Linked DNA regions of Mus musculus: all the other regions are linked to region 6. The links are chromatin contacts, called in public HiChIP or PLAC-seq and promoter capture Hi-C maps. All regions are on one chromosome and are shown on one strand. Each heading gives the region's core, a stretch centred on a gene start, on an enhancer-like site or on the middle of the called end of the contact. The rest is flanking DNA. Distances are from core to core; before and after follow the strand shown. Region 1 holds the start of Socs7 (suppressor of cytokine signaling 7). Region 2 holds the start of Nt5c3b (5'-nucleotidase, cytosolic IIIB). Region 3 holds the start of P3h4 (prolyl 3-hydroxylase family member 4 (non-enzymatic)). Region 4 holds the start of Jup (junction plakoglobin). Region 5 holds the start of Eif1 (eukaryotic translation initiation factor 1). Region 6 holds the start of Rapgefl1 (Rap guanine nucleotide exchange factor (GEF)-like 1). Region 7 holds the start of Epop (elongin BC and polycomb repressive complex 2 associated protein).

What was found. Promoter capture Hi-C pulls out the DNA fragments that hold promoters and counts their contacts. HiChIP or PLAC-seq counts read pairs in DNA pulled down with a chosen protein or histone mark.
Region 1: a contact with region 6 is called in a promoter capture Hi-C map of liver, with 5 times the contacts expected there. The contact joins the promoter of Socs7 here to the promoter of Rapgefl1 in region 6. A contact is called at or near these places in 3 of 39 promoter capture datasets (liver and pre-B cells) and 1 of 115 datasets of contacts at active chromatin or transcription factors (pancreatic cancer cells).
Region 2: a promoter capture Hi-C map of hippocampal neurons shows a contact between it and region 6, with 12 times the contacts expected there. The contact joins the promoter of Nt5c3b here to the promoter of Rapgefl1 in region 6. A contact is called at or near these places in 4 of 39 promoter capture datasets (the SN4741 cell line, cranial neural crest, hippocampal neurons and 1 more).
Region 3: a FOXA1 HiChIP or PLAC-seq map of pancreatic cancer cells shows a contact between it and region 6. The contact joins the promoter of P3h4 here to the promoter of Rapgefl1 in region 6. A contact is called at or near these places in 3 of 39 promoter capture datasets (cranial neural crest, hippocampal neurons and liver) and 1 of 115 datasets of contacts at active chromatin or transcription factors (pancreatic cancer cells).
Region 4: a contact with region 6 is called in a promoter capture Hi-C map of hippocampal neurons, with 7 times the contacts expected there. The contact joins the promoter of Jup here to the promoter of Rapgefl1 in region 6. A contact is called at or near these places in 5 of 39 promoter capture datasets (hippocampal neurons, liver, pre-B cells and 1 more).
Region 5: a contact with region 6 is called in a promoter capture Hi-C map of hippocampal neurons, with 17 times the contacts expected there. The contact joins the promoter of Eif1 here to the promoter of Rapgefl1 in region 6. A contact is called at or near these places in 6 of 39 promoter capture datasets (the C10 cell line, cranial neural crest, hippocampal neurons and 3 more) and 3 of 115 datasets of contacts at active chromatin or transcription factors (astrocytes, embryonic forebrain and forebrain).
Region 7: a promoter capture Hi-C map of liver shows a contact between it and region 6, with 5 times the contacts expected there. The contact joins the promoter of Epop here to the promoter of Rapgefl1 in region 6. A contact is called at or near these places in 3 of 39 promoter capture datasets (liver and pre-B cells).

What each region holds. Positions count from the first base shown.
Region 1 is chr11:97,360,542-97,364,372 of GRCm38.p6, reverse strand. It overlaps Socs7 (suppressor of cytokine signaling 7), which reads right to left and starts at 2,081. Exons shown (of 10, transcript NM_138657.4): 1 at 950-2,081. The coding sequence starts at 1,938.
Region 2 is chr11:100,439,780-100,443,584 of GRCm38.p6, reverse strand. Nt5c3b (5'-nucleotidase, cytosolic IIIB) reads left to right here and starts at 2,487. Exons shown (of 9, transcript NM_001102650.2): 1 at 2,487-2,541; 2 at 2,658-2,756; 3 at 3,331-3,400; 4 at 3,499-3,545. The coding sequence starts at 2,530. Klhl10 (kelch-like 10) reads right to left here and starts at 1,661. Exons shown (of 5, transcript NM_025727.3): 1 at 1,361-1,661. The coding sequence starts at 1,554.
Region 3 is chr11:100,412,347-100,416,129 of GRCm38.p6, reverse strand. It overlaps P3h4 (prolyl 3-hydroxylase family member 4 (non-enzymatic)), which reads left to right and starts at 1,414. Exons shown (of 8, transcript NM_176830.3): 1 at 1,414-1,953; 2 at 2,051-2,203; 3 at 2,350-2,521; 4 at 3,301-3,429. The coding sequence starts at 1,474. Fkbp10 (FK506 binding protein 10) reads right to left here and starts at 436. Exons shown (of 10, transcript NM_010221.2): 1 at 105-436. The coding sequence starts at 346.
Region 4 is chr11:100,396,167-100,399,874 of GRCm38.p6, reverse strand. It overlaps Jup (junction plakoglobin), which reads left to right and starts at 2,085. Exons shown (of 14, transcript NM_010593.2): 1 at 2,085-2,239. Gm12348 (predicted gene 12348) reads right to left here and starts at 1,759. Exons shown (of 4, transcript NR_132425.1): 1 at 1,738-1,759.
Region 5 is chr11:100,317,700-100,321,239 of GRCm38.p6, reverse strand. Eif1 (eukaryotic translation initiation factor 1) reads right to left here and starts at 1,291. Exons shown (of 4, transcript NM_011508.2): 1 at 1,080-1,291; 2 at 411-574; 3 at 191-292. The coding sequence starts at 1,110.
Region 6 is chr11:98,834,933-98,838,459 of GRCm38.p6, reverse strand. It overlaps Rapgefl1 (Rap guanine nucleotide exchange factor (GEF)-like 1), which reads right to left and starts at 1,675. Exons shown (of 15, transcript NM_001080925.1): 1 at 787-1,675. The coding sequence starts at 1,306.
Region 7 is chr11:97,627,800-97,631,233 of GRCm38.p6, reverse strand. Epop (elongin BC and polycomb repressive complex 2 associated protein) reads left to right here and starts at 1,518. Exons shown (of 1, transcript NM_175332.3): 1 at 1,518-3,434. The coding sequence starts at 1,953. The coding sequence ends at 3,062.

The DNA of each region.
Region 1 (3,831 bases), core at 832-3,331, 1.5 Mb after region 6:
AGAAAGAGCAAGAGATCCAGACCAGTCTGCTACACAGTGAATTAAAAGCAAGCCTGATCAACATAATAAAAACCTTGTCTAACAAAACAAAACAAAAGCCACCAATTCAAGTTTAAAACAGATTCAGAACTACAACTCACAATGTTATACCACAAGGTAAGACTCATTCATGGCTGCAAAAGCTGACAGCTTTCCAAACTGACACTACAGAACTATGTCCCGACAGTAAAAGTCTAGCCACTTCTTAGAAATTCAGGGGAACAACTCACCATTTAAGTTTGGAATTGCCATTAATTGGACTAGAAGTCACTGTGTATACCTCACCTAGACCTCTCACCTCCGTGTGAAAGTGAGAGAGTCAGCACAACGCCATTCAGAAAGTGGTCAGCACACAGGCTTTAGACAGCAAATATCCAGGAACAACCAGAATATTAAGGGAGCTGCCCAGCTAATTGCTGGCCAGACTCCTCGGGCTATTTGCATGCTTGTACTTGCGAAGAGAGTGAAGGCTGGTGCACTGAGAGAACAAGCAAGACGATCAAGATAATAACAGGCAGGTGATTGACACCAGCTTTTCGGCCCCAAGGCCACACATTTCCAGCAACCTTCAGCAATGGTAGTAATAACAGACATGGGAGGGGTGCTTAAAAAGTGGGGCCGGAACAGGGATGGAAGGTGAGGCCGGGCTTCAGATCATCCCCAGCAAGAGACGCTAACCCACTGAGAAGTGTCACAGAGTGTGAACTCTCCGAGAGTTGAAAGCTGTTTCCACAATTAGCTCTGACCTAATGCGAGATGTCACCACCTTTAATCCCAAGTGTCTGCCTCCTCCTGAAGTCCACAGCTCAGCTCTAACAGTATCGTGTTGGCAGTAGGGGAAAACGAGGGAAACGAAACAAGAAATGGAACTTTGTCGCTTGCCCACCCCCAACCCCCAAGCCAATCTCACCTCCCCGTATCCAGCTCCCGGACCGCTGAGCCTCCCATGTCGGTCAGGCTCGCAGCTGAAGCTGCCAGATCTCCCGAAGGCCTCTTGCCGGTCCCATCCCCGCCGCCCGAGCCGCCGTTACAGCTCTTCGTGCGAAACAGGCGACTGAGGCGGATTTTGAAGGAGCCCTTCCGAGAAGGGCCTGCGAGAGGCCGGAGGGGCCCGGGAGGCGGCGGCGGTGGGGGAGGTTGCTGCTGCTGCTGCTCCCCTCGGCTCAAGCGCCCTGGAGGGACCAAGTCCTGCAGCGGAAAGGGCACCGGGGGTAGTTCGGGACCCGGAGGCTGCAGAAGCAGCCGGCCACCCACTCCTCCTCCTCCACGGCCGGGGCTGCTGAGCTCCTCTTCCGAGCAGCTGTTAGTCTCCAGGCTCTCGGCCTCCGATTCCAAGCCCTCCAGGACCAGCAGCGCGTCGCTCGTCTCCGTCGGGTCCTCCCCGGCCTGCGGGGCGGCAGCAGGCGGCGGGGGTTGCGGCGGCGGCGGCTGCGGGGGACACGGGCACGGACAGCAGCCTCCGCCGGCAGTCTTGATCCCCGGCCCCGCCGGCTGTCCGAGCCCCAGGGCCGCCAGCTGCGCCTCTAGTCCAGCCACGGGACCCCAGGTCCGCTCGAGCGCCAAGCCCGGCGGGAGGGCCTTGGGATCCAGCGCGCAGCGGTGCCGGGGACACAGCAGTTCCGAGGGTCCCGGCTCCCGGGCCGCCTCCGCGTCCTCCTCCTCCGGCGGCCGCCCCACGTTGCGGAACACCATCAGCTGAGGCGGCCGGGCGCCCCGCGAGCCGGGCCGCGCGAGGAAGGGTGGTGGCGGCGACGGGCCATGGCTGTGGCCCGGGGGCGGCGGCGGCGGCGGCGGGCCTGGCTCGGGGGCGGCCTCTCCATAGCCGAGGAGGCGGCTCAGGACCCGGTACGAAGCGGCCGCCGCCGCCGCCTCGCCGTCCCGGAGCTCGGCCCCCTGCATCGGGGTGGCGAAGGGAGGGAGGGCGGGCGGCTAGGAGCCGGGCTGGGTGGGGACTAGGCCGGGCCCCGCCGGAGCCCCGCCCGCCGCGGCCCCCGGAGCGACAGCGCTAACGGCCGCCGCGGCCTCTGCCTCATAGAGGGGGCGGGGGGGGGGGGGCGCGCGGAGCCCAGCGCGAGCCCAGGCCGCGCGCTGCCGCCGAGGACCGCCCCTAGACGTCACTTCCTGTCCAGGGCCCGCCCCCTTTCCCCAGGGTGCGCAAGCGTCGGACTCCACTCTGCCTGACGTTTCTCTTGGCCCTGGTAGCTATTGGCCGTCTGCTGCATCTGGGGCCTCCGTGGTCTCCGGCACCGACCCCTGCTTTTTCACTTCCTGGGCGCCCGGGCCCTGTCCACCGTCCTGTGTAGAGCAGTGCAGGCCTCGGGACCCGGGTCTGGACCTGGGAGAGGGTCGTGGACCTTGGCACTGTCTGGGGGTCTTGTCCTGTCCATGCTGCCTGGAGTGTGTGACCTTGGCCAAGTCATTTCATTACATCTGCATCCTCTTTCCTAGCATCCGATGAACTGTGGAATGACTACATGAAAATGGGTTGTAGAGCCTGCAGTGTGCTCTTCCGTGCCAAAACAACTGGATCTTTGAGAAGACAAGAGTGTGTATATAGTTAGCATAATCTCATCATGAATTTGAAATGAAGAATGGATATACACAATTCCAAGAAATGAAGATATACAATAGCCAATTCTGTACGACTGATGGCCAAATACATCCTTCCACTGATTGTTGTCATAGTGTATGTCATGTTGAGGATAGAATCCAAGACGTGGCACGTGCTAAGCAACAGTTCCATCACCAGACCTCATTCCCAGCCCTTCCCAAAATGATGACAAGTGACCAAGGACTGCAATTGTAACAAGAATTTTTACTAATATTTTCCTCTGTTGATGAAAGAGAACAGTGAAAAAGCAAAACCTGATCAAATCATCAATCATGGGGGCAACTTTGCTGAGTCGGAATTGGTTTCAGTGACGGGGAAGAGTTCCTTCAACGTTTTTGTGCCATTGCTAATGTAACACCTACAGATAGATGTACAGGAGATGTAAATCAGAATCGCTGTCATAATCTCCATCACTTAAAAAAAATGTATGTGTATGCACATGTGTGTGCAGAATCCGAGAAAGGGCATCAGATCCCCTAGACCTAATTATTAGCTGCCCCAAGTCCCTGGACATGGGTGTTGAGAGCTGAGTTCTGACCCTCTGCAAGAGCAGAACAAGCCGTTATCTGCTGAGCTAGCTCTCTAGGCCCCTCCATCTCTCTTTCTTTCTTTCTTTCTTTCTTTCTTTCTTTCTTTCTTTCTTCCTTCCTTCCTTCCTTCCTTCCTTCCTTTCTTTCTTTCTTTCTTTCTAGACAGGGTTTCTCTGTGTGGCCCTGGCTGTCCTGGAACTCATTCTGTAGACCAGGCTGGCCTTGAATTCAGAATCATGTCTGTGCTGGGAATGAAGGAATGTGCCATCACCACCCAGCTCCCTATACCCCTTTTGTTTTTCAGACAGGGACTCTCACAAGTATCAGGACTTAAGTTTGGATCCCCAGCACAGTATAAAAGCCAGGCAGAGCAGCATGTGTCTGTGATCTTCGCACTTGATGTGGGGTGGATCCCGGGAGCTCCCTCACCAGTCAATCTAGCCAAATTGATGAACTCCAGAATCAATGAGGAACAGGCACATTACAGAGCCATCTTCCCAGCCCAGTGGGGTCATTCTGAAATAGAAATTTGCTCACAGCCTGTGATTGTAAAGATGTATTTACATATATTTCTCTGCACACCAAAAGACAGCATCAGACCCATTACAGATAGTTGTGAGCTGCCACGTGGAGTCCTGGGAATTGAACTCA
Region 2 (3,805 bases), core at 1,238-3,737, 1.6 Mb before region 6:
AAGAAAACAAGCGATAAATGACCAACTATGTGTTAGGCGGGCCCCTGTAAATAGGTACATTTCTGGGTACTGACTAAAACAGAGTATTCTGTTTTTTTTCTAAGAGGCTTAAGGACCAGTGGGGCTTAGGTATCAACTCTTTCTTTAGGACCATGCTCACCAAGCTACAGCCTCTGCCAAATCCAGCCCAAAGCCAGTCCACCCTTTGCTTTGTACCGCCCCCAGGGAACAAGATTTTTCTTTACATTTTGGAATTATGGAGGGAGCAGAGTATTAAAAGAACATTTTGTGACACTTTAAAACTATTCAAATTTCAGTGTCCATAAATAATTTGTATTAATCCTGTCTTCTGGGCCCATTTTTTTCTTTTTCTTTTTTTTTTTTTTTAATTTATTTATTTATTATATGTAAGTACACTGTAGCTGTCTTCAGACACACCAGAAGAGGGAGTCAGCTTTCATTACGGATGGTTGTGAGCCACCATGTGGTTGCTGGGATTTGAACTCAGGACCTTTGGAAGAGCAGTTGGGTGCTCTTACCTGCTGAGCCATCTCACCAGCCCCCTTTTCTTTTTTTTTAAGGCAGGGTCTCACCTATGTAGCCCTGGAACTCCCCATGTAGACCAGGCTGGCCTAGAACTCCCAGAGATCTGCCAGCCTCTGCCTCCCAAGTACCGGGATTAAAGACGGACAGAAACATCCTGGCCTTGTTTGGCAGTTCCTGATAGAAAGGCAGAGGTTGAACGGTTGCCAGAGTACATGGCCCGCTGAGCTTAAGCTATTTAACATCTTGGAGCTGTAGAGATGGGTCTCTTTTCAACAGAACACGAGGTTCCATGCCAAACACCTACATGGTAGCTGACAACAGTCTGCAATGCCTGTCCCAGGGGACCCAATGTCCCCTTATGGCCTCTTCAGGCGCATCATGTATGTGGCCCAGACAGACATACATGCAGGCAAGATATCCATCTATAAAATAAATGAATAAATACAAACTTTAAAAAAAAGATATTTACTATCTTCCTGTTGTTGTTGTTTTGGTTTTTTTGTTTGTTTGTTTGTTTTAGAAATAGATTCTCTATAGCCCAGGCTGCCCTTGAACTACTGATTCTCCTGCCTCAGCCTCTCCAGTTGCTGGGATTACAGGCCTGAGCCACTATGCCTGGATTATAAACTGGTCCTTTCGGAGCCTTATCTAGAGTGTAGGATCAGGTCTGTCCAACTTTTTTTTTTAACGCTGCAATGGCATGCTGTCAACCTACAAAGCTTAGACTTGAGAACAGCTCAAACCAGTTATAAACAAACACAGAGCCTCAGTGATGGGAGACACGGCTCAGCTTCCCCCCCCCCCTCCGGTGTACCTAAAGTAGGAGCTGCAGCTACAGAGGATGTTCTTGTGGGCATTGAACTCGAAGCCATTGACTTTGATGACCACGTCGCAGAGCTTGCCCTCAAGCCGGAGCTCGTTGAAGATCTCACAGGTCATTGCACTCATCTTTCTTTCCATGTGAGGCTGGTGGAACCGGGTGGAGGCAGCGGTGCTCTCCATCTCCATGGCTCCTTGGGACCAGGGGAGAGAGGCTGCTCTCCTGGGGTGTTGGGGAGGGTTATGGGGGGCCCCTTTAGCCAGCTGTCGCTCCTTTTCCCTACTACATCTTTCATATAGGGACCATCAGGCAGCCCAAGTTCCAGAATCCTGGGCAGTGAGATCACTCAGGATTGTGCTCTCAGGTTCTGGAACCCCCTTCTTGCCCCTTCTTTTCCTCCCCCTCCCCCCAGAACATACAGGTAGACCACCCCACATCTCTTTCCTCGACCTCAGACCTAGGGCAGAACTGTGACCACCAACACAATTGAGCCTTTACTGAGTCTGCTGCTTGTTGCATCTTCAGGTTGGGTCCCCACCTCCCTGCAGCATCCTTCCAAAGCTCTCTCTGGGCTCCCCATGGGTGCAGAGGCAGAAGCAGAGCTGATCAAATATCATGCTGGCCAGGGTCTTCCAGCCCCTGAGATGCCTTACTGCCTTACTTTGCTTGTGGTGCTGATGAAGAGCCAGTTAGGGAAGTGTCTCCTGGATACACCCCCTGTCCAAAATGCACTTGAATACCTAGTGGGTTGTTCTTTGCAATGCAGGGGATGAAATTCAGGGCCTCATACCTGCAGGCAAGAACTCTCTCACTAAGCAGTGACCCCCAACCCCAGTAAAGATTGCATTTGTGTTCCAGAAAGAGTGAGTGACAGGCGCCCATACACACCAAAGCCTCATGACAGCCAGCCCACATACAGGACCCCAGCGTCTTGGTACTCCCCCCCCTCGCCCCCCAACGTTCCCCCACCCCCACACACAGTAGACCATCTTCCCCCACACACCCCCGCACTCCCCACTCTTGCTTCTCCTGCCAGTATCCGGAGCCAGCCTGGAAACGGCCTGCAGCTCCTAGACCGACGCGACTAGTGCGAGGCGACGCCTGCGCAGTGTGGCTGTAAGGCGGGCGCTGTCTTCGGGGCCGCCCACCAGGCCAGCGGCGTGATGGCGGAGGAGGTGAGGCCACGGGCGGGGACGGTCCCGCGTGGCGGGATCGCGGGTGCGGAGAGACCCAGCTGTCCTGATGCCCATCGCGGCTCTCGGGTCAGCGGGTCTCTTGGGTCTCACGACAGGTAAGCAGCCTGATGAAGGCCACGGTCCTGATGCGGCAGCCCGGACGGGTGCAGGAAATTGTGGGCGCCCTTCGCAGGGGCGGAGGAGACCGCCTGCAGGTACCGGGGCTTGGGGTAGGGCGGGAGGGTGCCTGCCCTGCGGCCTTCCCGCCAACTGGGGTTCGCGCTCTGCGAGCCTGCGCCCTAGGGTGGTCATGGACAAACAGATTGGTTCACCTCGGGAAAGAGCCTACCTCCCCCAGTAGCCAACTTTCAGAGTAGTCAGATGTGACCCTTTTCCTGCCGCTTGGTTTTAGAAAGCAAGTGGGTGGAGGCCCCCCTCCCTCCCCCAGTCGAAGATAAGGGAGATCCACAAAGGTCGGAAGGCACCTTAAGAAAGAACCAGTGTATAAAGATGCCACAGAAAGTCACCCCCACATTTGGGGGACTTTGTTTTCTTCAGGGTTAACTCGTGTCCTGACACAGGATGTCACTTTTTTCCTTCTTTCTTCTGTCTCTCCCTAACCTTGCAAAGGCTTTGCTGCAGCTTGGTTAGACTTCCTCCGCTACCCCAGGCTGAGGCAAGGGCCAGGATAGACCAGTACCTAGTCAACCTAGTCAACCTAGTCAGTCAACCTAGTCAACCTAGTCAGTCAACCTAGTCAACCACCATCATCCGCCCTTTGTCTCTTAGGTGATTTCCGATTTTGACATGACCCTGAGCAGATTTGCTTACAATGGACAGCGATGCCCTTCTTCCCACAGTAAGTCACATTTTAGCTTTCCTTGTAGGGCTCAAGATGACAACTGCTATGGAGCAAATAAAGGGAGTCTTGTGTGTGTGTGTGTTTTCTTTTTTCAGATATTCTGGATAACAGCAAAATTATCAGTGAGGATTGTCGCAAAGAGGTGGGTCATTCCCTTCTTTGCTCAAACATGGCTGTGGTATGCTTCTGGGGTTGAACCACAGCGTCCAGGACTGAAATCTTAAGAAACTCCGTTCCTTAAACACAGTGTGGGGAGACCTGTAATCCCAGAGGCTGAGACAGGAGGATCCCAAGTTCAGAGGCTGCCTGGATTCCAGAAAGAGTTCAAGGTCACTTAGGCAAGGAAAAGGAAGCTGCATGGGTGTTGGTGGCGCACACCTTTAATCCCAGCACTCAGAAGGC
Region 3 (3,783 bases), core at 165-2,664, 1.6 Mb before region 6:
CAAAGGATTATGAAAGCACTACAGGAATGCAAACCTTAGAAGGGGCAACATTCTCTGGAAGCTCAGGAAAGTGGTGCTGAGTCCGGGAGTGCCCAAGCTCTTACCTGGAGTCAAACTTTTTCCCGTCTTCGAAAGTGCCATTGTAGTGGTAACGCACAAAATCCCCCATCTGCACTTCTCGGGGACAGGCCCGAGGGATGTGGTATCTCTCGATGACCACATCTTCCAAGGGGGCTCCGGCCGGGCTGGCACGGCCCAGTCCCCTCTCCAAGGTCTGTAGAAGCAACAGCAACGGCAGTATGCGGAGCCGATGGAGGGTGTGGCTGGAGGACCCCACAAGGAACATGGTGCCCAGACCAGGGACGCCGGCAGTGAGAGCGGACGCCAGCCGCTAGCCTCCTTCCCCCTCCTCTCAGAGCTGACTCCCCCCCTTCCTGTCCTCTCTCCCCACCCCGCCCTGGCGGGTCCACGTGGAATGGGGGCTGGGGAGAATGAGCTGGCCGGGCAGGGTGATGTTTTATGGTGAACTAGGAGGTGGGGGCCAGGTTGAGAGTCTCTGGAGTCCAAGGAATTTGCCACAAAGATCTCTGAGTCTCCCTCCCCCAAAACTCCATCCGGGACTGAGACCCGGGGCCTGGCCCAGAGGGAGGTTCGGGAAAGATGAGAAGTTGGAGTGGACTTCCAAAATGAAAAAGTTTTTTCCAGAGTCTCTGGGTCCTAAAGCCTGTTGGAGGAATCTCTAGCTTTCCCTGGCACCCCAAATCTAGGCCCCTTCTGGTGCAGGTGAGGCTGTAATCTGAGGGCTATTTCAGTTCTACACACACACACACACACACACACACACACACACACACCCGCCCCAACTCTCCTCCCGCGAAAGGTTAGAGGAAAGGGGGGTTAGGGAGAATGTTCTCTAGGTGAAAGGTTGTTTTGTCCTGCAAAAGCCTGGCTGCACTGAAGACACAGGAATCTTGCTCCGGCGGGAGGCTGATGGTGTCAGTGCTAGGTGTGCGGGGTAACAAGAGGTGTGTACGCCTCGACGTCAGCGCGGGTGTTTACCGGGCCACCTAGGGGGAGCAGAGGAGACTCGAGGAGAAAAAGACCAGATTATGTGACTTCGTCCACTTTGCCTACGCAAAGGACAGAGGTGGCACTTAAGGGGGGGGGGGGGGACGACACTGCTGTGGGGAGGGGCTTTCTGGGCGTGAAACGTAGCCCCACCCACCCGTGTCTGCCAGGGAGGGCCAGTGGTGGTGTAAGCATTGCTAGTGGTCGAGGGCCAGCCCACGTAGTGGACTCGAGCGTCAACTGACGGTCCTAGAGAGGCATTCCAGCCTCCCGGCTCTAGCCTAGGGCCCGGCGCTAAGACCCAGCAGGAGCTCCGGGGGTTGGGGGTGGGCTGGGCTGGAGCCCGAGCTGGCTGGAGCCCGACGGTCGCCGGCTGCTCCGTAAGCCTCCGGGCGCGGTGCGGGCATGGCTCGCGGGGCGTGGGGGCTGCTGTGGCTGCTGCTGGGCAGCGCCGGGGCCCAGTACGAGAAATACAGCTTCCGAGGATTCCCTCCGGAGGACCTGATGCCACTGGCCACGGCCTACGGCCACGCTCTGGAGCAATACGAAGGCGAAAGCTGGCGCGAGAGCGCGCGCTACCTGGAGGCGGCGCTGCGGCTGCACCGGCTGCTGCGCGACAGCGAGGCCTTCTGCCACGCCAACTGTAGTGGCCCCGCCACCTCTCAGCCTCGGCCCGCGTCCGGCCCGGACGGCGACCACGACGGCGATGGCGAGGACTGGGCTCGCGAGCTGCGGCTCTTCGGTCACGTCCTGGAGCGCGCCGCCTGCCTGCGGCGCTGCAAGAAGACGCTGCCCGCCTTTCAAGTCCCTTACCCACCGCGGCAGCTGCTGCGCGACTTCCAGAGCCGCCTGCCCTATCAGTACCTGCACTACGCGCACTTCAAGGTGGGCGCGGCCGGGGCCGCCGTCGAGTTTCCCTAGAACGTGAGGCCCGCGGTGCGTCCGAGGCCCCCACTGACCCACTCCCCACGCTCCTCACCAGGCGAACCGACTGGAGAAGGCGGTGGCTGCGGCCTACACCTTCCTCCAGAGGAACCCCAAGCACGAGCTGACCGCCAAGTATCTCAACTACTACAGGGGGATGCTGGATATTGGAGATGAGTCCCTCACCGACCTGGAGGCCCAGCCCTACGAGGTGTGGAGAGAGTGGGAGGGATGGCTAGCCTTGGTACACCTTCCTACAACCTCTTCACCCAACACACACACACACACACACACACACACACACACCTTATGAGCCTTCGGGGTCTTCTTGACTACCCCCGCCATGCACCTCTCCAGGCTGTGTTCCTCCGGGCTGTGAAACTTTACAACAGCGGGGACTTTCGCAGCAGCACAGAAGACATGGAGCGGGCCCTGGCTGAATATATGACGGTCTTTGCTCGGTGTCTAGCTGGCTGTGAGGGGGCCCACGAGCAGGTAGACTTCAAGGACTTCTACCCAGCGATAGCAGGTATATACCATTCAGACCACTGTGAGGTATCCCTCACCCACAGTGCCCTGGCTTCCCAGGCCTTCTAAGGCCTCTTAATGCGTGGCTATGTCCGGTGACCGCATTCAACAGGTCTAGCAAAGTGCTCCAAAGCTACACACGAGTCAGGCCTTTTCTGTCTCCAGTCTGATGAGAGAAATGCTGGTATACATAGCAAATTCTGGGTCAGCTATATAGAGAAATAGATTGCCTCAAAAAACAAAAGAACAGGGCACGGTGGCACAGGCCTTTAATCCCAGCACTCAGGAGGCAGAAGTAGACTGATCTCTGTGAGTCCAATGCCAGCCTGGTCTACAGAGTGAGTTCCTGGGCAACTGAAGCTTTATAGACCTTGTCTCGAACAACAACGGAGATGAGGAATTGACTCCAGGCAGGTGTGTGCAGAAAGCAGGGCTGGGTGGAGGAACCACAGCTAGTCTTTGGATCCGTGACCACAAGGCCCTTCAAGGGAGGTAGCGGTGAGGCAGAAAGAACTATTATCAGGACCCCTATTCTCCCAGAACACACACTCTCTCTCTCTCTCTGTCTCTCTCTCTCTCTCTCATGTCAGACAGGGATTCGGTTACGGGGCAGTAGGAAACAAGTGCTTCTTTGCCTGCACAATATACTGTGTGACAAGCATTTCATACATGTTAACCCAGGAACTCTGGACAAGGAAAGCAGGCTCCATAGCAGATCTTGGTCTCCACCAGGGATCAGGGTTAGCACACATCGCTTCCTAACGGCTGCATCCTTCCTAGATCTCTTCGCAGAATCCCTGCAGTGCAAGGTGGACTGTGAGACCAATCTCACCCCCAACGTAGGTGGCTTCTTTGTGGACAAGTTTGTGGCCACCATGTATCACTACCTGCAGTTTGCCTACTACAAACGTGAGCTTCCGGGATGGGCTGGGTAAAGGGGTGACACTAGTGGGTAGGAGAGGACAGTACACGGCGGGGGTGGGGGGATGGCTCCCAGAAGCATGAAAATGTGCCTCTCAGATGAAAGACTCCGGAGAAGGGGAGGAGAGGCTAAGGGTGGTGGCGACATGGGAAGGAACCCAGGCAGGTGAGAGGCCTCAAGAAAGAGTCAGAGGCCCCTCTCGGTAGACTAGGTCGGCGACACTGCTCAGCACTGCCCCACTAGCATCATGCCAAGGACATTCCTAGACCCATTCTTCAGATTAAACTGAGGTTTCTAAAGGACAAGAGACTACTAGCCCCGTGACTAGGGATTCACAGGGA
Region 4 (3,708 bases), core at 836-3,335, 1.6 Mb before region 6:
GCCATGTGCACCTACAACTGGATTAGGGATGCTGCTATCTTCCTCTCCCTTCCAGGAAGACTTATTGGCGGGAAGACAACAAGTTAGGCCTCGTTCCTTTCTCTACTGGGGGAATGTGGTCAAAGATACTGTTAGGATATCTTCATCTGGAATTATTTTAGCCCGTAAGCTCTGGTGCATGTGTGTGCGTGCCTGCGTGTGTGTGTGTGTGTGTGTGTGTTTGTGTGTGTGTGTGTGTGTGTGTGCGTGTATGTGTGCGCGCTTTCAGGAAGTCCTTTTCTAAACAGCCACTCCCCCAACTCCCACCCACACAAGCTGTTTCCTCTTGTCACTCTGTACGCTCTCTGAGAGTTAGGATACTTTAAATTTTCTGTGCAGCCAAGGTCTAGGCTGGCACCCAGCATACAGTTGGTACTCAGTACCTTGGTTCATGCCTTGGGTTCATGTTACAGCCGCAACAGCAGTCATCAACCACAGGAAGAAATACCCACGGCTCCTTAGGCCACCTACTGAGTTCTTTTGGATGGCTCAACAGCCTTGTCTACTCTGAAGGGGCTTGCTGCCTCGCTTTGGTTTAGACCTCTGCTCCCTTTCTTTCCATCTAATGTCTGATTTTCCCCCAAATCCGTCAAAGTTTCCTTACATCATTATTTAATCTCCTTTGTCTGTTTCTCCCTGGAGCAGTATCCAGCCCCCCCCCGCCCCACCCCCAAAACACACTGACCCTTCTGCTCTGGGACTTGAAAGAAGGTGTCGGCCCAGGCGTGGTGGCGCACGCCTTTAATCCCAGCACTCGGGAGGCAGAGGCAGGTGGATTTCTGGGTTCGAGGCCAGCCTGGTCTACAAAGTGAGTTCCAGGATAGCCAGGGCTATACAGAGAAACTCTGTCTGGAAAAACAAAAACAAAAACAAAAACAAAAAAAAAAAAAAAAGAAAGAAGGTGTCGGAGTTTAGAGTGTACCATATTTCCTAGTCTTGTGATCTCTTTGGAGCGTAGTTTTAAAATCGCATTACATTTTATTTACTTTTATGTGTGTGGCACTTGTGCCAAGGCGGGAGATCAGAGGACAGAGGACAACCTGTGAGACTTGGCTGTTGTCTCCCTCCATGAGGTATCAGACTCGGGTGGTCACATCTGCACAACTGAGGCACCACACAAGCCCATTAAAAATATTCTTTTAACATGGATCATTTCGATCCCACTTTGAAGACCAGGCTGGCCTCTTAACTCACAGAGATCTGCCTGCCTCTGCCTCCTCGAGTGCCACCACTGCCTGGCTGCTCCAGCACTTTTTAAGAACTGTCTCGAACTGAGACAGTTTAAATACTGACATTCCTCAGCTGTTTAAGTGCTACTACAAAGCTTATTTCATTTAATCTCTCCAACCTAAGATAGATAAAGCTAATGAACCCACTTTACAGAAGAGATACAGGGTGAAAGGTACACTAACTAGCCTAAGGTCATACAAAGATTAAGGGGAGAACCCAAACCCAGGCCTGCTAATTCTAAACAGAAGGGATCAGGGAACACTCCATCTTTTGTAGGGGGGAGAAAATCCCAACCCAGCACAAAGCCTATGAAATGCTTTACAAACATCTTATTACTACGTTGAGGCAAGAATGAATAAGCCTGACGCTGAGTTGGCTGGCTAGTGAAGGCGTCAGTCCTTTCCCATGCCTCCCCCTGACTCACCTGTTGGACAGGTAGGGGGGGAAGGGGAGAATAATGAGTCTTACCTGCTCAGGGCTAGGGTGGGGCAAGTCACGCCCCACCTGATCCATTGGCTTTTTCCTTAGTCTTACTGACAGCCCTCTGTCCAATCATAAAGAAGAAACTTTCTATTTGCCAATAGATGCAGAGTGAGGATGAGACCTCAAGTTGGCGTCCACCCCAGAGTCGAGTGGCAGTCCCTGGGGCCAATGGTGAGCGCATAAACAGAGGCGGCCGTGGTAGAGGTCCCGGCGCGAGGCTCCGCCCCTCGATGGGATAGTCAGGCTGGGCAGCCAGTGAGATAGCCTCAGAGGGTGGGAGTCTCCCTAGGGGGCGGAGCTTCGAGGGGGCGAGAGGTGTGGCTTGGCTGTCAGGTCCCTTTGCCTTTTGTTCGGTTACTGAGTTGCTGCCTTGGCCAGAGTCCGGAGCAGCCGCCGCCCGAGTGCGCCGAGCTCAGTTCGCTGCCCGCGCCGGCTCCCTCCCGGCCAGACCCGACCCCGATTCGGCTCAGCCCGGCTCCACGCTCAGGTACACCCGATCGGGGTACGAATCACTGTGGGAGAGTAGGGACAGCAAGCGGCCGGGAGGCTGGTTCCAGCGGTTTCAGGGCAGGTGAGGGCGGGTGTCAGGGAGCGCATCCTACACCAGCGACAGGGGGCGCGCTGGGGTCCGGGGCGCGGGACCCTTGGGACAAGCAATCTGGGTTGGAGCGCCCCTCCAGGCTCGGTGAACCGCAGGTCTGAGAAGGGTGGGGAGGAACTAGGGCAGGTGCCTCGGAGTTCGCGCCTCCCCCAGGGCCCCAGAGCTCGCCTAACACGGCGTCCCTGACTCTCCCCTGGAGCTGACCGAGCAGACTTTGACCCGCTCCGCCTGGTCCCGGAGCTCACGGTGACAGGAATTTACCGTTTGGGAAACTTGCTGCCTAGTCTCTTTGGGGCCACCCTCACCGCACCCCACGCGTCATCCTCGCTTTCTCTCCCTCCCTCCCTACTCCCCCAGGCCTGGGTGGGGCCCTATTGTCTGCGCCCAGCTTTCCAAACTGTGGGGGCCGAGTGCACATTTTCCCAGGGACGCAATTCCCACCTGCTGAGCAGAGCAGGTGAGCGCTTGGAAGACGGAGGCCCTGCCCTGCAGCTCCGAGCTGGACCTGTGGCGCCTCCCTCCGCTCTAGTGTACGCCGGTCAATGCCTTCTCCTACGGAGGTGGGATAGGGTGACTGGGGAACTGGTGAAGGGTCTGGGCTGAGTGCCCTACCGATGTCTGACACTGGTGGCTTGGCCTGGAGTCTGGGCCGGTAGAGAAAATTTAAGAAGCACTCGCCCAGTTTTTAGTAGCTGTGGTTTCCAGAGTGTTGATAGGGAAACAGCAATATCTTTTGATTTCTGCAACCCATTCTTGTTGAGAAATCACTCCAAACAAACTTTCCAGGAGAAAGTAACCATGGGAGCCTTTTCTAGGATTTTTCTAGTCTCCTTGTTGAGAGCTGATTCTAGGCTTGGTGGTACTTCTTGGAGGAAAACCCCTTCCCCCAGTCAGCTCCAAGCTGAACGTAGCCAGTGTGTGCGCTTTGACCCTGTTCTCCCTGCCCCCAACTCCATCCTGTTTGCCAGGCCCCTAAGGCCTGAGGTAGGGACCAATGGGGGTGGGGTGGGGGCGTTGCTGAAAGGGGAAGTGTCTTCTTCCTTCCCCCTCCTCCGGAGACCATCACACCCCCTTATATGAGGCCTGCTAAGTATCTGTCCTCCCAAGCTCTGCCCCTTCCCCAGGAATGGGGTTGGGACAGGGCTGGGCCAAGCTAGGAAGATGAGGAAGAGTGATTAGTCTTTCCCTAACTCCCCCATTCCATCCCCGATTTTATTTAGCTGGCTGACAATTGAGGCAGGATAGCATAGGGCAGGAATGTTGCTGGCCGGTCCGCTGGGTTTCTAGATTATGAAGGTGCATTCTTTCTAGAGGACTCGCCAGAAGTCCCTCCTCCACCCACTCTTTTCCTGAGT
Region 5 (3,540 bases), core at 42-2,541, 1.5 Mb before region 6:
CCAATAAAGAAGAGTACTTCAGTCTATCCCAGTAGACACAATGGTTCAATTGACCACTGTTACTAAAACTTCCCTATGCCACCCCCAAGTACTGTTTGAAAGTGGGAATGTCTACATGTATTTAAAAGCTCAACTGTAAGGATTAGAAATTCAGGAAACCCATAATGCATTGAGGGCGGCCTAAACTCACCTCTATCAGGAACTGGCATATGTTCTTGCGCTGGTCACCCTGTAGCTGAATTACTTCTCCATATTCTGGATGCTCAATTACAGTACCATTGCAGGCAAATTTCTGCAAGGACAAAAGGATGCAGCATCTAAGAGGCCATGCCATCAACACGGACTCCCTTGACGTTTGCACCCTCTCCCTTGGTAGACCATACAACGTGCTCTCTCCACAGCAGACCCACCTTCTTAAACGCCTTCACTAGTTTCTTTTTATCGTAATCATCAGCGATCCCTTGGACAGTGGTAAGGGTCTTCCTGCCGTTTCTCTGTTGAATTCTTATATGGATATAATCCTCAGTGCCAGCAGGAAGCAGGTCATCACCCTTACTTGCATCAGCAAAGGGGTCTGTGAAGAAATAATCCGGAGGTGTCCTTTGTTGTCCCTCCGGGAACTGGCCAGTACTAGAGCTAGCTTTCTGCTCTAGGCCAGCCCTCCCGCCAAGGCTGATCACGTGCTGGAGAGACCTAGTGGGCAGGCAGCGCCCCACCCGGCTGATGCAACCTACCGGAAGCCAGGCTCCCGAGGCGGGGCCTTCCCTCCCAGCTCCGAGACAACGACGGTGACGTAGAGGACATGACGCAGGGGTGGCGGGAGGGGGCGGGTGTGGCTCGCCGAGAGGCAGGAGCCATTAGTAAATGCGCCACCCGAGACGCCGGGCCCGCCCAAGGGCTCACCTCCCACCCGTTTCTTCCGGGCACCCTCAGAGGTCGACCCTGGGCGCAGATCTCGGTTCCACGGGCATCACCACCCCTCCAGCCCGAGCTAAGATGGGCTCGCCGCGCTCGGCGGCTCTCCGAGCTCCGACCCCGCCACCCCCCCCCCAGGCCCGCGCGACCTTCCCCAGGCTCACCGAAAGAGTGGAGGTTCTGGATAGCGGACATACGATACGATTCCTTTTCCTCGGTGGAAACGGCCTGCGGAAGGCGGCTGCGGGAGAAGGCGGGCGGGGGGGACGGAGCGTCGGGAAGCGAGGGGGCTCGAGGGGGAGGCAGCTGAGTCCTCGGCGGCGGCTCAGTGACTGGGGCGGAGGGGCGGCGCCTGTATTCACTTATATAGCCGCCCCTGTGACGCCAGCGCGCTGCCCTCACGTCTCGGCCCCACCCATGGAGTCAAGCTCCCGGACGCCCGAGCGCTGCGGCTTCCTATTGGTCGGGGGGCGGAGTCAAGGCTTGACGCGTGCGCACTGGGTTTGGCCTGGAAAGGATGTTCTGTTGACTCAGGGAGGGGCGAGAGGGGGGAGGGAAAGCTTGGTCCGCCTGCGCGCTTGCGCAGTGGGCATGGTAGTTGTCTGAGCGGCCGCGAAAACTGGCGGAGGTTTCGAGCGCGCCTGCGCCTACCGCACGTTCTACCATCTTGACCCTGTTGGGGTCCTGGCACTAGCTCTGAGATGGGTCTTAGGGTGAGGATCGATTTGCTTTAAAGGGTAATTACGTGCGGGTCCTCCAAAATTCGACTGATCCAGCCACCCATCAACCTACCCTTCTCTGCACGTATTCACAGATATAGCCATTTAATCAGCATAAAATAACGTGATCAAAATTTGGACCTTATATAGGGTATCATTTGGATTAGCATGTTTTAAAATTGGTAACCAAAAATTATTATTTAGATTAATTCTTCTAAGGAAGGAAGTAGTCCCTTAGGTAGGAGTGGGGACCCCAGGAAAAAAATGTCCAAGCCTCACAGGATGCCTTTTGTCCTACAAGCCTGTGTGTGAGGTAAAGCCTTTGTAGAGTCTAGGTGAATATTTTTTTCAAAGCAGTTAACCTTTCTTTTTGTTTTTTCAAGACAGGGTTTTGGCTGTGCTGGAACTCTATAGACCAGGCTGGCCACATGGGGTCTGCTTTTGCCCCATGAGTGGTGGGATTAAAGGCAAGTGCCACCGCGCACACCTTTAATCCCAGCACTTGGGAAGCAGAGACAGGCGGATTTCCGAGTTCGAGGCTAGCCTGGTCTACAGAGTGAGTTCCAGGACAGCCAAGGTATACAGAGAAACCCTGTCTCGAAAAACCGAAAAAAAAAAAAAAAAAAAAAAAGAGACAGCCAAGTGTGATGTAACTGGGTTTGTGGGGGCCAATAGGAGAACCAGAGGCTGATAACTACTGTGTCAGACTTTATTCAAATGCTCCCCAAAGAGTGGGTGCTTTATATAAAATCTCTTAACTTAAAAATACTGCCAACTTCTAGGTATGGTGGTACATCCCAGCTCTCAGGAGAAGGAAGCCAGAGGAAAAAGTTCAAGGTCAAGTGAATTCAGTACTAGACTGGCTACTGTCTCTGAAGAACCAGAAAAATAGGCCGGGTGTGGTGGGGCACGCCTTTGATCTTAGCACTTGTGAGGCAGAGGCTGGCAGATAGATGCCTGCGAGTTTGAGACCCAGCAGATCTATACAATGAGACTTTCAAAACAAGAAACTGCTGGATGGTGGCACACACCTTTAATCCCAGCACTTGGGATGCAGAGGAAGGTGGATTTCTGAGTTAGAGGCCAGCCTGGTCTACAAAGTGAGTTCCAGGACAGCCAGGGCTATCTATACAGAGAAACACTGTCTCGAAAAAAAAAAAAAAACAAACAAAAAACCAAAAGGCCCAAAACAAATACAACAGAGAAAAAAAATGCCAAAAAGCACCACACAATTCCAACAAAAACTTGCAAGCTTAGTCAGGTGTGGTGGCACACGCCTTTAGTCCCAGCACTCAGGAGGCAGAGGTAGGCAGATCTCTGAGTTCAAGGCCAGCCTAGTTTATAGAACAAGTCCCAGGACAACCAGGGCTGTTTGTTACCACAGAGAAACACTGTCTCTTAAAGCAAACAAACCAAACTAAACTAAAACAGCAACAGTAAAAACTTGTGTGCTGGCCTCGTGAACAGTCAGTTTATGCACAGGTCATCAGTCTCCCTGACCTCCTGGACAGGCAGAAAATAAACAGACTAATAATACTGGGTCGAGAGAGGTGCTGGGGAAAGAATTGAGCTGGTGTGACAAGTGCCACAGACCCAGGCTGCTCCTTCAGATGAGCTGGTTAGATAAGACCGGTAAGGCGGTGGCATCGTGGCCTGAGTTTATAAGATGCTGTGGAGCAGGGCAGAAACTCATCAAACAGAACATTCCCCAGGGAGGAAAAGGTGGACATGAAAGGATTTTATTGAGGGGGGGGGTGTCCTGGGGATTGAGTCCAAGGGTCATGCTGGGCAAGTAGTCCTGAGAGGTGTTTTGTTTTGTTTTGTTTTGTTTTGTTTTGTTTTGTTTTGAAGATGCACTCATTTTTTTCAGGGCTGGAGAGATGACTGACTGTCTGCTCTTTGAGAG
Region 6 (3,527 bases), core at 426-2,925:
TCTCAACCCTAAGCCCCTTCTGGGTTTAGTGGAGTGCCTAGTTAGATCTAAAGACCCTGATATCTCTACATCTATTCCAACTAGCGATGTGGGGGCCTACGTTCCTCAGAAGCCCTTTAATAGGGTGCTGGCATTCTCATAGTGGGTGAAATGGCATCATCTCAGGCTTCTCAGGGTGTGGTTATTATTTTTTTAAAAAAGGCCCTCTGCTGAGGCATGGCATGGGAAGGGTGGGTGCTACGGAGGCCCAAAGCCTTCTGGATGCTGCAGTCTCCTGGTATCTTCCCTTAGAGACCTTCGAATTCATCCCCAATAAAAGCAGCCGAGTTCTGTGACTATCCACATGGCCCCACCAAGTGAGGCGCTCCTACACAGCCAGGGACTCCTGTCAGCGGTTTTCAGGCCTCAGCTATGGTCTGGAGGGCAGCGTACAACCTCAGCGGGAAAGCGTCCACCTTAGGGTGTCAGGCCCTAATTTAGGGGCGTGGGAGGAGGTAGGCAGTATCAAGGGCTCGTGGGAGACTGGCTTAAATAGCCGAGAGAGAGGGAGGGTAGTTGAAGGAGAGAGATGGTTTCCCTTCTTCCCCTAGAATGAAGCTAATGTGGGGAGGAAGGTGGGTGCGCATTACCATGCCCCTTCCCCTACATTACTTCGGGCTTCCCCTCATCCTCTACACCAACACTGAGGACAAGAAAAAACAATCAGGGAGCATCCCCCGGGCCAATCCCTCACCTCCCACCCCCAACCCCGTGCTCTCTTGCTCTGGGATGGATGAGCAGGCTTACCTGAGGCGCTGCTGTCCCTGGTGGTCCCTCCAGCCAGGCGCTCCAGAACCCGGTTCAGAAGATGCTCTGGCCGCTCGGGGGCGCCCAGGGGGGCCCAGGGTGGTGAAGCCAGGGGTTCGCCGGGGGATAGCTCATCTGAGGAGTACGAGGAAGGAGAGCGCAGGGGCACCCCAGATCCTATCGGCCCAGGCCCGGGAACCTCCTCTAGCTGCAGCCAACAGGGCCCCCCACTGCCCGGCTCCTCAGAGACCCCTAATGGCTCTCCCCCTTCCTCCTCAACGGGCGGCTCCAGCCCGGGCTCGGTTGGGGGCTCTCGGAGGAAAGCTGGGAGCAGCAGGCGAGACACGCTCTGACGCCGCTGCAGTGGCCGCAGTCCCCCGGCCGGACCGCCGCCCCCACCAGGGCCCCCACCCCCTCCAGGCCCTCCGCAGCAACCCGGACCCCCGCCGGGACCTCCAGTCACCGCTCGCCCCGCCAGCTGAGACGTCTGCTTCTTCAAAAATTTCTCCAGTGGCTTCATGCCCCCCCCCCCGCCCCTCTCTTAGGGGCCGCCGGGGGACCCAGGTGTCCCAGGCGCGGGCGGGGGGAGGCGGGGACACGATGCTCAGAGCCGGGGGAGCAGAGCCGAGGGCCGTGCCAGGCGTCGGACTGCGAGCGAGAGGTGGCCGAGCCTCGCTGGCCAGAGTCCAGTGGCCAGTGGCCGGGGGAGGTGCCAGAGGGAAGAGGAGCTCGCTCTCAGCGGCCCCCCATGCCGGCTGCGGCCGAAGGGTTGGCAGGCTGAGGGGCTGGTGTCCCCGTCTCAGCGCTCCGGGGCCGGGCTGAGGCGACAGAGGCAGCGGGCGGAGCGCAAGGCTGAGGACGCGGCGGCGGCTGCGCTCCTGGCCCCGGGGAAGGTGGCAGAATTGAGACCGCGCCCCCTCCTCCAGTCCCCGCCCCTACCCTGCTTAGGCCCGCCCCCGCCCGGCCGCGCGAGGCTTGAACTTGGGCTCTGGCGCTGACCGCGAGGAAAATTAGGACTTGGGTTTCTGACAGTCGCAGAAGGGCAAAGGCGAGGGAGAGATCTACCAAAGCAGAGGACTCCTGGCTCTTGATTACCGGGTCTCTTTTGAGCATTTCAAATAACCAGGGCATATGTTTGACCTTGGCACGCCTACCTGTGCACAGGTGAGGCTTATAAAGACTGCTGAACTCTTTGCATCTTTCCCACAATTTTATTTGGTCATTATCTTCCACCTGTTGAGAAGGGCTGGGACGGCGTCTTGGGTAAACTGGTATTGGCACTGGGGGCGGTACCCATATTCCTTTCTGATAGGGTTTAGGGGGTGGTGCAGGGCCGCCCTGTAAGGCAAGTACTGGCAAGTAGGAAAGAGCCAGGCAGAGGCCAGCAGGTTGTGGCAGGTCTAATTGGGGTGAAAAGAGATAGTAGACTGAAAGAGACGACCAAAAGCACAAGGGCATCTTAGCCCAGGTGGTAGCGAAGGGAAGCAAGACTGAAGAGATGTGTAAGTCCCCAAACTGCCAACTATCATCCATCACCTAGCACATTAGTGTATATAGCCATAGAATGGGAGAAATATTGCCCTTACTCCTGGTGGCTACGCCAGAGCATTCTGTCTCCCAGGGTACACTCCACTAGGATGGGGCTGTAGAGACAGTGTGAACACATCCAGGCTTGGTATACATGGTGAAGGAGTGGCACCGGGTTCCTGGTGGGCTGGTGTTCCTTGGGCAAAGTCCCACCCCTGTTTACTGTGCCTCAGCAAGGCATGGATGGACAGGAATGCTAAGAGCTGGGAGTGGTGAAACTGACAGGGTGTGTACTACACTTGTGTTGCTGTCGGTGCAAACTCAGTTCCATGTGTGCTAGAGCATGTGTTCACAGAAATAAAGCTCTGCACACCCATCTGGGGATTTGGAGAGGGAACAAAAAAAAAAAAAAAAAGAAAAAGAAAAAGAAAAAGAAAAAAAAAAGCTCCGATTTTGCTATGAAGCTGGATCTGAGCATTGGTTTCCTGGACAGCCTTAATTGGACACTCGGCCTCTCTTAAGGTTGGAAGTAGGAACTGGCCAGAGTGGCTTAGAGCTCCCCAGGTAACCTTTTAGGAACCAAGAAGAGGGGAGGGCTTCTCTTCTGCACATGCCACAGTTACCAGATTAAGCCGGTTGCCTTGGTAACCTCTTCTCTGGGCAGGATTTGGGATTGTCGGTTAGGAAGGGTGAAAAATTGGGGAGTGTGAAGGGTGTGGGAGCTGGAAATAAAAAGGGACCGAGAGACTTCTAGAAACTAAATGCTTGGGGAATCGGACTCTAGACCCTTCCAGTTACAGAAAGTGGCAGTCACTACATTCAAGACCTTGAATCAGAAGCAAAGGAAGCATTAATTTGTGGTCCTCCTGGAGCAGCAGTGGCTTCCGTTCTGGCTACACACTGAAACCGCATGGGAGCTTTTTGGAATTGCTGATGTCCAGGTCACACCCTAGATCCATTATGGGATCCTGTGGCAGGCCCAAGGTCTCTGTTAGTTTAGAAAGCTCCCCAGGTGATTCAAACAGCCAGTGTTGGAAATCACTGCTCTAGGTCAACTGCAGCTGTAAGAAGATCTGGCAATTGCAAATCCTTGATGTTTTGAGTCACCTACAGGTAGGTCCATGGACTGACCCACAGCGGGAAAACTGATAGGGCATCTACATTACCATGAGAAAACCGAAGAGAATGGTAGGGTGGTATTCAATTACTTAACA
Region 7 (3,434 bases), core at 269-2,768, 1.2 Mb after region 6:
GGTCTCTGCCAAGGAAAGGGTGTGTGTGTGGGGGGGGGGGGGGCCCATCCTCCCATCCCTTTCTTCTCAGGTCTTGTTTGATGTTATTTAGAAAAACAGTGTGTCTATTGTCACCGCTGGGAGGATGAGGATGCAAGCTGCATCATTTGTCCTGGTACAGAAAAAGCGATTGTACATGTTAAGTGTAGCACTCGGGAGGGTGAAGCCAGACGCTGGAGTTCCAGGCCACATGGTGGGTGAGACCCTATCAGCGAGGGAGGGAGAGCTTTCTTTTGCCCTGGCTCAGAAGAAAAATCTGTATCCCTCAGTCTCATCCTACCCCTAGTCCAAGCCAACATATAAATCTCGTGTACTTCTGCAGATGAAAAGCAGCTGTTTCTAACCTGATTTTAGGATGACGATGAATAGCCCAAAGACTCACAAATGTTTATTGTGCCGTTTGGGCAGTAGGGATATAGCAGTGATCAAGACTGGATGCTCTACTGGCCGCTGGGCTCGACTGTGCAGCCAGGGCACCAGCTCTTTCTAGACTCCGAGGAGAGGTCAGCACTAAGGAACAAGCCAGTTTCACAAATGAGCAGGCTGTGTAGGAACTAGAGGGGAAGAGATGTGAGAGATGTGTACATTATCAGAGCATGTTCTGGAAATTATTCACTTTTTGTTTGTGGATGGAGAGTAAGGTTTTTGGTCTTTTCCACCCATTCAGGTCGCTCAGGATCCAGATGGTCGAGTCCTGGGATCTGGAGGCTCCCAACGGTGCCAGCGCGTTGGAATTCCGTTAAGATGTGGGGCACTTCCATACTTCACCAAGAAAAGGAAACAAGTACGGAGAGAAAGTCAGCTTATTGTCTTCCGTGGGTGTGTCGAAGCTCCCCTTTCTCCAAATTTATTTTTTTCTTTTATGAATCTTGCACATATATAGCGAATTCCTAATCATTCACTCTACAAGCGTTTTTGTTTGCTTTTGAGTTCCCGAGTGCCAGGCCCCTGTTCTACCGGCCCTGAGCAAAGACCACAGGACACTCTTAGCAAGCGACTCCTTGCTACACCAAGCTCTTAAGCCACCGACGCTCGGCTTCATCTTTTTCCTCTACGTTGGTTTTGAGTTTGTCTCTCTGAATTCACGGAGCACCATTTTCTTCCAAAGGGCTGAAACAAACTTTCCCATTTTACAGATGCGGAAAAACCGCGACTTCTACTGGGTAAACAAGTGACTGGACCTGCGACCAGCTAAAACGATCCCAGGCCATCAACAGGCCACCAGGAGCCGTGCGTCTGGCCCCTCGCACTTCCACCCGCGCGCGCCTAGATCCACGCGTCCCTGCTCTCCGCCCTCCAGCCCAGCAGCTCCGGGTCCACGTGTGTGTGTCTGTGTGCGGAATGGGGACGGGGGCCGTGCCGCCAGAGGGGTGGGGTCTACGTGACGTCAGAGCAGCAGCGCCCAATCAGAGGCGGGCTCGCAGCCGCGGCGCTGGTATTGGGGCAGCGAGGGGGCAGTTCTCTATAACGCGGTCTCCGGAGCCAGCGGGGAAGAAAGAAGCTGAGAGGGCGGAAGGCGCCCTCCCCGCCGCTGGGCCCGGGCACCGGGCGCCGGGCCGGGGTCCTTCCCGCCGGCGGCGAGCGCCGGCTGCTTTGTTTGCCCCCGCCTCGGCGTTGAGGGGTGATCGTGCCGGGCATTGCGCCGGGAACGCGGCGGCAGGAAGCGCGACCGATCGCACCGGGGACGCGCGGGGACCCAGGAGTCCGGCCGCGGCGAGGGCCGCGTGACGATACCGAGGAGAGAGCCGGAGCGCCGCCGCGGGCTCTTGGTGGTGGGCCCCGGACGCCCGTGAGCACAGACCTCCCCGTCGACGGGGGGCGATGTTCCCCTGGCCCGCAGGCTCTTCGGGCCGCCGGGGTATCCCGCCGTTGGGACCAGGGCCCCCGCAGTGGGCGACCCCCAAGGCTGCTCCATGGAGACTCTGTGTCCTCCTCCCCGCCTGGCAGTGCCCGCTTCCCCGCGGGGGTCTCCCTGCTCGCCTACGCCCCTGAAGCCGCGTCGGGGGACCCCAGAGTTCTCCCCACTGTGCCTGCGTGCCCTCGCCTTCTGCGCCCTTGCCAAACCCCGGCCGTCCTCCCTGGGCCTGGGGCCTGGAGAGCTGGCGCCGCGGACCCCGGTGCTGCTGGGCCCCCCGGCCTCGCCATGCACAGGAGGCTGGGCCGCGGACGGCCTGAAGCACCTCGGGGGACAGGCCGGGCGGCCGAGCGACGTGAGCTCCCCGGCCCGCGAGGATGCAGACGTCGCGGTGTGCCCAGGCGGTGGAGAGGAGGAAGAGGGCGGAGGCGGCTTCCCGCACTTCGGCGCTGGTTCCTGCGCACCTCCGGGCCGCTGCCCTGCTCCCCTGCGTCCTCAGGACTCTCCGACCAACCCCGCCTGGTCCCCGCCCAGGCCAGCCCGGGGTCTTGATGCAGCTAGCAGTCCGCCCCTTGAGCCCGGCTCCCCGCCTCCGTCGCCACCTGCGGGCCTCTCCCCGGAGCCTGCGCCTTCCGAGCAGCCTGTGCCGGCCTCCGAGGCTCCAGGGGGTGGAGACCCTGCGCCGACCGCGCCTGAGGCACCCGCGCTCAGCCCCTCGACGGCAGACGCAGCACCGGACCCGCCCCGCGATCTCCGCCAGGAACATTTCAACCGCCTGATCCGCCGCTCGAAACTTTGGTGTTACGCGAAGGGGTTCGCCCTGGACACTCCAAGTTTGCGCCGAGGGCCCGAACGGCCCGCGGCCAAAGCCCGTGGAGCAGCCAAGAAACGACGGCGGCCAGCGCCGCCCCCGCCCAGTGTGCAGCCACGGCGGCCCGTCCCGACGCTTCCTACATCGAGCACCTTCAGCCTCCTTGACTGCTTCCCCTGTCCCCCAGCTCTGGTGGTGGAAGAGAACGGAGACCTAGGGCCGGCTTCCTCGCTTCGCCTCCAGGGAGACGCCAAGCCGCCGCCTGCCCACCCGCTGTGGAAGTGGCAGATGGGAGGACCCGCTGTCCCTGAGCCCCCGGGTCTCAAATCCTGGTGGGTCAACTTGGAAGAACTATGAGCGTCGGACCTCTTCTACCCGGGGGCAAGTTGGGTTCCCCGGACAGACTGAGGGCTCCAGGAGGGAGCATCGATTCTGAAATTTGGCTGATCTTTGCTTTGCATTTTATGGGCTGTGGCCCGCGGGACCTCAAATGACAGTGATCTTCAAGCACCCGAGAGGTCCGGCTGATGCTCTTTCTACTCATCTTTGTGGAAGATCCAAGGACTGGCGTCCGGGAAAGCCTGCAGAAAGCTTAGTGACCATCTCCGTCCTCCCTGCGGGCGGGCAGAGCCTTCACCGCAGGGGAGCACAGCGGCTAAGGCCCGAAGACCAAAAGAAAGGGACAGAGGGACGGACCTTGGTGATGGACAAACCGGTTGTTTCCATGTT